Linked DNA regions of Sus scrofa: regions 2 and 3 are each linked to region 1. A link is a contact called in public Hi-C and HiChIP or PLAC-seq data. All regions are on one chromosome and are shown on one strand. Each heading gives the region's core, a stretch centred on a gene start, on an enhancer-like site or on the middle of the called end of the contact. The rest is flanking DNA. Distances are from core to core; before and after follow the strand shown.

The links. Hi-C and Micro-C count contacts between places; a contact is called where the count stands out from the background. HiChIP or PLAC-seq counts read pairs in DNA pulled down with a chosen protein or histone mark.
Region 2: a Hi-C map of liver shows a contact between it and region 1, with 4 times the contacts expected there. The contact joins two enhancer-like sites. A contact is called at or near these places in 1 of 5 promoter capture datasets (liver), 5 of 47 Hi-C or Micro-C datasets (alveolar macrophages, fetal liver, liver and 1 more) and 2 of 2 datasets of contacts at active chromatin or transcription factors (alveolar macrophages and skeletal muscle).
Region 3: a contact with region 1 is called in an H3K27ac HiChIP or PLAC-seq map of skeletal muscle. The contact joins two enhancer-like sites. A contact is called at or near these places in 1 of 5 promoter capture datasets (liver), 6 of 47 Hi-C or Micro-C datasets (alveolar macrophages, blood, embryonic fibroblasts and 2 more) and 2 of 2 datasets of contacts at active chromatin or transcription factors (alveolar macrophages and skeletal muscle).

What each region holds. Positions count from the first base shown.
Region 1 is chr14:56,622,224-56,624,923 of Sscrofa11.1, reverse strand. No RefSeq gene overlaps it. Among named protein-coding and RNA genes, the nearest start is that of TARBP1, 46 kb to the left of the region's middle. Within about 2 kb of position 1,418, at least 70 of the 83 cell types and tissues checked have an H3K27ac peak or open chromatin away from gene starts, as enhancers often do. A contact at or near this core is called in alveolar macrophages, fetal liver, liver and 2 more, where this site is marked.
Region 2 is chr14:56,319,401-56,322,100 of Sscrofa11.1, reverse strand. No RefSeq gene overlaps it. Among named protein-coding and RNA genes, the nearest start is that of TOMM20, 210 kb to the right of the region's middle. Within about 2 kb of position 1,415, at least 25 of the 83 cell types and tissues checked have an H3K27ac peak or open chromatin away from gene starts, as enhancers often do. A contact at or near this core is called in fetal liver and liver, where this site is marked.
Region 3 is chr14:56,153,869-56,156,568 of Sscrofa11.1, reverse strand. No RefSeq gene overlaps it. Among named protein-coding and RNA genes, the nearest start is that of TOMM20, 42 kb to the right of the region's middle. Within about 2 kb of position 1,333, at least 54 of the 83 cell types and tissues checked have an H3K27ac peak or open chromatin away from gene starts, as enhancers often do. A contact at or near this core is called in alveolar macrophages, liver, retroperitoneal adipose tissue and 1 more, where this site is marked.

The DNA.
Region 1 (2,700 bases), core at 169-2,668:
CCTAGGCCTGACACCAACTTGGCCACACCAGCAAACTCATTCAGCTTCTCTGGGCCTCGGATTTCTCATTCTTAAAACAAATGATGATCTTGGGTTTCACTAAGTCTCTAAAAATTCTTTTCAGTTCTAAAACCCAGGGATTCTACACCTCTCCCCTTCTGGGCAGCCCCAATTCCCTTCTCCTCCGGTGAACCAGCGGGGACCTTCTTCAGTGGGGATGATGGCGGGGCTCCCAGGAGGCCGGACACCAAGGGAACAGGAACGGCAGGACAGAAGGGGGATTGTTCCGTCAGCTGGCAGAGGAGGAAGCAGAGCTCTTAGCAGCCCCCGCCCAGAGGCAGAGCCCGGGGCAGCAGACTCTCAGTGCTCTTGGCGTATTTCCGCCGGAAAAAACCCGCGACCCCCCACCAGCTGGTGGTGAAAGGCGCCCCTCTGCATTGGGTCTGATGCTCAGGCAGGCAGAAGTGGCTTCCCCCCCAAATCCTCCCTCAAAGTCACTTGCGATTAATTTAATTTCATAACCTACCTCCCACCCTACCCCCCAACCCCACACCAAATGACTTCTCTCCAAATTTACGATGTTCGAACTATTGACGGAGATTAACTGCTATAGCAACTGCACAACAGTCTGGAAGGTTATTGTGCAGTGGGAAGTCACTCAACTTCAAGGAGCTATGTTTACTTTCGGAAAGAGAAGGAAGGGATGTTAGCTTTGGCTATGGGACTCTTCAAAGTAAAAGATTTCAAGATGAAAGTGGAGATCAAGTTACCAGAACAGCAAATAAAGACCTCGGGAAAATGAGGAAATAGCTATCACGTGGGTAACGGGTGACAAATCTTTCTTATCTGTGGCTGGGGGTAAGGAGGGAACAACACTCAAGGTCACTGCCCACGTGTTCTTCCGTCTCACCCGCAGACTTTCTCAGAGCAAGGTCAGAGGGCGAATCATACATGGGGGCAAATTCCAGCCGGGTCTTTCAACCAGCCACTGTGCCCTGTGAAATGTCACACTGGAACAGGATAATTGGATGGTTTGGAGAAGCTGCAGAGGGAATCAGGGCTTTTCCCAAAGAAGATAAAAGCAGAGAAGCAGCGCCCAGCCTGAAACCAGCTGCCCCGTTTGTTCAAAAAACAGGTCTTCTAACACCGAGAAGCAGAAATCGAAACCTCTTTAAATCCCCTAGAATGTTTCGAACAAAACACCTATTTCATGAAAGAAATTGCATTTTAAAAGATCACGCCAACAGAATGTCCCAGCTGCTTGGTCACCTAAGTGTTTTTGGAAAAGGAAAAGAGCTATTCAGCATTAAAGATTCAGGAATGTCTGTTGACATATTAAGGAAACAACCTCAGGGGACAGCTGACAAGGCTCCAAGAAGCATTACCAAGGGAACGGTGACGCAAACGTGTTCCGTTTTTACAGGCTGGCGCTCCGCCAGGCTCCCTCGCCTGACGGCTGATGTCATGCTAATCCCTATCTGGGTTAGCGTCGCTTGGATATCAACTCAAGCGGCACAGTCAGCTGCAATCAATAGCAGGCTCCTTTTATAGAAGATAGTAAAGGAAAAAATACGTATACACAGAAAGAGAACTCCGGATTCCAGTGTGCTCAAACCTATACATTGTGCCAAAAATGGGGAAGGAAAAGAAATGAAGGTCCAATACAAATCTGGCAGTTCCTGTTGTGGCTCGGTGGAACCGAATCTGACTAGCATCCATGAGGACACATGTTCGATCCCTGGCCTCGCTCAGTGGGTTAAGGATCCGGCATTGCCATGAGCTGTGGTGTAGGTTGCAGATGCGGCTCCGATCTGGGGTTGCTGTGGCTGTGGTGTAGGCCGGCAGCTACAGCTCAGATTAGACCCCTGGCCTGGGGACCTCCATGTGCTGCAAGTGCAGCCCCAAACAAACAAACAAAAAACAAATCTAAGCCACACCTGACATAGTCAGGGTCTTTTCTGTAGAGTAAGTCCTATTGTTGATGAAAGATACTACTATTTCATGATATTAGTTTTTTGTGTGTTTTTTTAGCATAACTAAGATGTGCCTAATTCCCAGTTGAGCTAAATGAGGATGGAAGAAAACAGAAGACATTAGGTGGGAATGTGAAAATAATGATTTTTTTCATTATTGAACAAATGGGCTGATTCCTTTTAAACCTATGCGTGAAATATTGCTTTTCAAAAATTTCTGTCTTCAAGACCACTGCTTTTCAATTATTTTAGAATAAATAAGGAGAAGAAGAATTATGCAAATTTTCATCAGGCTTGGATTGAATGCGTATGTCAAGTGTCCTCCGTAATGCGCTGTGGGGCCACTTTGCATTTTCTTCCTCAAGCATGGCAATTTTAACTGTCCAAGAGTGATAAAGAAGAACCCATTTTAAAAACTCACTTCAATTATGCATATTCTCTTTCTTTACTAGGTTATACTCCGAGGGAAGGGAACTCTGTCGTCTTTCAGAGCAGACCAACAACAAAAGCATTTTTGATTCCCAGATTTTCAGAGTATAAATAATAACGATCATAAAATTGGGTTGGGAGTGAGAGGGAAGGATGAACACCAGTGGAGATAGTGGCGTTATTTTTTGTTTGAGTTTATTTTAAAGCTTTGTTGAAGTAGAGTGGATTTACAAGTTTGTGATCATTTCTGCTGTACAGCAAAGTGATTCAGTGATACATGTACACCCCTCCATTCTCT
Region 2 (2,700 bases), core at 166-2,665, 300 kb after region 1:
GTGATATCATTACATCTGAAAGGCCCATCTTTTTTAGAGGTGTCCAATCCAGCATGTAGAGGGAAATGACACGAGGCTTTTAAAAAAATCAGAGTGAGGGGAGTTCTGGTCATGGTTCAGTGGAAATGAATCTGACCAGCTTCTATGAGGACACAGGTTCAATCCCTGGCCTCGCTCGGTGGGTTAAGGATCCGGCATTGCCATGAGCTGTGGTGTAGGTCATAGATGCGGCTCGGATCTGGTGTTGCTCAGGCTGTGGTGTAGGCCCCTAGCCTGGGAACCTCCATATGCCACGTGTGAAGCCCTAAAAAGACAAAAAAATAAAATAAAATAAAATATTAAAAAATCAGAGAGAGAAAGGTAATCGCACTCTGCTCTGGGGAGTTTTGAAATGTTCATCATTTAGAAAGGTTAAAAATGAAAATAAGGGAGCATGTGGCAAGAGAGGCACTTTCAGCTGAGCCGAGACTGGCGAGCAGGATGTCACAGATAGAAATGGACAGGAGTGTCATTTCTGGGACGGGGGGGGGGGGGGGGGCGGGTGGCACCCAGCAGCGATCCTGAAGGAAGAGGGTCTGGGGGGATCTCAGGAACCGGATTCAGATTAGAGCTCCAAACATCAGCCTGGTGTGGGTGAAGAGACCCACCTATGTTGGCCTCTTCCTCAAGCTAGGCCAAGAAATAAAGGGCAAAAGACTCCACAAATACTTGGCCCTGAATGCAGACCAAGGGGGAGGGCCCACACTGAGTGTGCTGACCCTTGCCTCAAGGACAGTCCCCTGCACCTGTCACTGCTTGTACAATTGCTTGTCCTGGTGGACCCAGGCTCTATCACATGAGATACAGTTGTTTCCCTTTGGGGGACCCCTTGGTCTTCTTGGAAATATAGCTCCCATTGCTCCCCCTCCTCTGGATTTTCCAGCATCTCCAGAGAAAGCAGATCAGAGGTGATCACACAAGAGGGAGACTTGAGGTCATCCGCTCAGTGGCACATCCACCTGCCTTGTCCCCACCACTCCTCCCACCCCAGAGCTGGATCCCACCCTGCCTGACTCTGTCTCTGGAGGGAAGTGTGGCTAAATCTGGCTCTGCTGTCCTATCCATGCAACCCCGCCCCAGCCAGGGGGCCTCTGCTGGGGTGGTGTGGGCTCTCAGGATTGGGGCCAACCTGGTTTTTCTGAGATCGCTGAACAAGGAAGCCTGGCCATCTCCCCAGAGTAGCCTGAGTTTTCACCTCTGGGGGTAATGGCACTTGACAGCCTGAGAGTCTTTCAGAAACTGCCAGGGTTCACGTGGGCAAGGCGGGAGGTTCCTCACTTCCAAGCTTATCTTTGCTCTGCAGCCCTGGTATGTAACTGCTGAGGGTTGCAAAATGAAAGAGAAAATATTTACAGTGAGAGTTGACCTAAAAAGAATCCTAGACGGGGTGGTGGTGGGGTGGTCAGGGTACCTTCAGCTTGGCCTGACCTCTTCCAGACAGAGGGCTTCAGGGGAAGGCCCAGCCACATGGTACAAAGAGCACGGCTGTCAGGCTGTGCCTGAGTTCAAATCCTGCCTCCCCACTTGCTAGTCTGGGCGACAGAGCTCACCACAGCTAACGTTCCCCATCTCAGAGGTCTTTGCAGATTAACGGAGATGTGAGTAAGTCAGACACTGGGCATGAAGGAGGCACAGTTGGCCTCCGCCTCCTCCAGATGCCCCCTTTCCTCGCCTTTCAGATAAGGGAGTTGGAGGCTGTAGTCTTTAAGACCCCTGTCTGCTCTGATCGACTACTCTTCCCGGGACCGGCTGGGTTTGCAGGTCCGTCTTCTCAAGGGGCTCTGTAATTTGATGCATCCTTCATCTAGCTGCCACCACTCACTGGGCTCTTCCTGGTGACAGGCCCACGAGGACATCAAGAGGCCTGGCCCGTGGAGGCCACATCCAGAAGCTTCCACCTGCCTTCTTCCCACAGGAGGGGCTCCTCTGCTCCACACATAGCAGGGAGCTGTGTGCTGATTTTCTGCACTCTCTTAAAGTTTATCAGCCCAAGGCAAATGCATCATAAGACACTCAGACCTTGGCCACCATGGGGTGGGCAGCGTCAGGGAGAGACTGGGAAATGATTTCATTACTGACAGGCCAATAGCTCTGCGTCCACCTGCTCCTTAAGTCCCATCCCACATCCCGCCCCGGGCTAAGCCACCCAGCCACCCAGCCACCTTTGCACGGTGGGGTGGGCTTTTCCCATCAAATTGTGGATCTTGTGAAAATGTTTTTGAAAGTAGGAACTCCTGGGCAAAAGTGAGGTATTATGATGGGGTCTCCAAACCAGATGTTCAGGAAGGGCCACCCTCATGGGGTGAGTCACCTTCTGTTGTTCTTTTCGCAGGACACCCCCGCTGGCCAGCCTGTCCTCAGGCAGAAACATGGCGGCTCTTCCTCTAACCCTTGGGGAGTTAGTGGCGGGCCGCCTTTCCATGGGAAAGCCCACGGGGTCAGGACCTCTAGGTGGGTGACCACGTGTCCCTTTATCCAGAGGGTTTCTCTTTGTTCCTGGTACTCAGAGTCATTATTAGTAGCACCTCCTTTCTTTGCGTGCAAGAAATACGTGGTCACCGTACCTCCAGGCCAAGTGATGCTTCCACGGACCTGCCATCCAGCCCCCTGGATTTCCTCGGCGCTGAGGTCATTTCCAGGTGGTCCAGCCCCTTGAGACAT
Region 3 (2,700 bases), core at 84-2,583, 470 kb after region 1:
AGTGACTCCAGTCCCTTCTAAGAGAAAGAAAAGCGGTGCACTGGTGTGGGGGCATTGTGTCCCTGAGTCACACAGAGCCAACGCTGAAAAGCCTCATTTCCTCTGATAGGTGGCCCTTGGGAGCGGTGACAGAACTTGGGCCCGAGGGGGCCAGGACTGCCTTATGGGCACGACTGTTAACACACAGCACAGAAGACCTGAGAAGCGGAGACAGGCTGCCTCCCACCAGCCCTGCTCTCCAAAAAGCCACTTGGCTCCAACGTCTCATGACTTGTTCTTAGAGTTACATTTTAACTGACAAAGTTTAACAACAACTGTGACTTATGGCCTTCTAAAATTGGCAGCAGAAAAATGAACTGAGGAAGTAATGGAAAAAAACCACAAGTGAAGCCACTCTGTATTATGCACAATTTCTGTTATGGTTTTTTTTCCTTTCCAGGCGTGTGTGTGTGTGTGTGTGTGTGTGTGTGTGTGTGTGTGTGTTTTCGAATGGTAGAAAATATTTTCCAGATACGCCGCCCTGGCGTTCCCAAGCACATATTTATGCCAAATTTATAAGAAGCAGCTGCAGACAAGGTTGACTGAGAGGATTGCTCTGCTGTCTGGCTTCCAGAAGGTGCTTCTGCTCCTCATTCTGTCACCAGGGCACAGACTTACCTCCTAAAACTCTCTAACCTTCTGCATCGTTCCCCCAGCAGGAAGACAAACCCACGGCACAGCATGACCTGGAGGGATGTGGGGCCTCGCCCTTCTCAGCATCCACATCACACTTTTGATCTGCAAGGTGCTTTAGTGACCAGTACTTTATCATTTTTATTCATTGGAACTCCTCCTGCAGACGCAGGAAGTGTTCCAAGGCGCCTTTCTCGAATCCCTGGATGGCTTGGAAGGTAGGGTTGTTGGAGTCCCATCAACATCATCGGGTTCTGAACTGCTTGGAGCAGATGGTGGAGCCGCAGTGGGTGAGCCTGTGTCAAAGTGCCTGCATCTCCGAGACTCTCCAACCTCCTCCCCTCGCCCCTCCATGGCTCTGCCTGCTGCTGCCTGGTCAGGAGCTCCAGCCTCCTGACCGAGCAGAGACGTCGCCCAGGGACGCTGCCCCCCTGCACCCAACGCCAAGCTCTCCCTGGCCTGGGGCGGGGCCTCACGCCTCCCCCCACCCCACCACGGCCTTAATGAGGATGAGAATAACCTGCTCCGTGGCTTTCCTGGGGGTGACTAATGGGTTAATCCGGGGAAGGCCCTTTGAAGATGAAAAGCCTGATGTAACTCAAGGGTTGAAGGCAGGCACCTGCCCCAGCCTGGGCCTGAGTCAGCAGAGTGACCTCCTGCCTGCAGGCGGGCTGGGCGAGCTGGCCCAGTCCCCATTCAAAGTCAGGGTTGGCCAACCCCGTGCGTGTGTGGTGTGTGTGTGTGTGTGTGTGTGTGTGTGTGTGTGTTGTGTGGGCCTCTGGGAGGTTGGGAACTGTGTCTCCTGGGCGTTTGAGTGGTTGAATAAACCTTCAAATGGCTCTGCCAAGAGGGCAGCACACATCCTCATCCTAGAGAATATCAGTTAAGACAGTATTTCCTGGCCATTGTTAGGGGAAAATGCTTTCCTTTTTATTTTCTTTTTCTTTTTTTCTTTTTTCGGACCGCACCTGCAGCACATGGAAGTTTCTGGGCTAGGGGTTGAATCAGAGCTTTGGCGGCCGGCCTATGCCACAGCTACAACAACTCAGGATTGGAGCCACATCTGTGACCTACACCACAGCTCACAGCAATGCCAGATCTTTAACCCACTGATGGAGGCCAAGGATTGAACCTGCATCCTCATGGATACTAACCGGTTCTTAACCCACTGAGCCACAATGGGAGCTCCCAGGAAAATGCTTTTCTCACAGGGCATTCCTCCCAAGAGGTGCCGTTTTTCTCCTGCCTTTGGAAGAAGGAGCTGCGGCAGTGGTGGGCAGCCTGGGGAATCTGAGGTCGGGGTGTAAGGGAGGCGGGCGGCTGTGCTTTCAGCTCTCCAGCTCCTGATGTTCTAGTCTGCCCTGCATTCACATCTCCCAAGCAGAGAAAGAGGCAGCCAGAGCTGAAAACCAGAGGCCAAAAGCAGCGGATGAAGCGAGTGTCGTCCAGGACCACGCCCCCTCCCACCCTTGACCCGGTACAGGGGGATTTGACGCAGCGGCAGCTGGGAAGCCAAGAACAGAAAGCCTTTAAGCCACGCAAACTGATGCCAAGATTCCGCCACCCGGGAGCCCGTTTCCTGCGCTCTGCACATTCCTCCCTTCCCCCCCCCCGCCCCCACCTCCAGTGACCCCTCTCCACGCAGCCTCCTTGCACGCAGCACTGGTTTCTTCTTTCTTCTGGAACACAAGTCATGCGGCCAGAAGGAATGCAGGCACTTCTGCTTTCTCTCTTAGGTCCCCATTTCCTTAGAAGTTTTTCACTGCCCTTTCTCCTCCCATAATTTGCCCCGAACCCTAGAGGCCCCCACAACACACAGAATGATAAAGATACGAAAATAGGATGCAAGGATTGGCAGCATGAAGGCAGGAAAGAGGGCAGAGGGGGCCACTAATCTTTTTGCACGCAGCCAGGAATGGACGGGGTGGGGGGCATAGCCCCTGGAACAGGCTATGAAAGGATTCCGTTCTGTTCTGTTTGGAAGGAGATGGGTGGAAATGACAGTTTGGAGAGGATTAGAACGGGGAA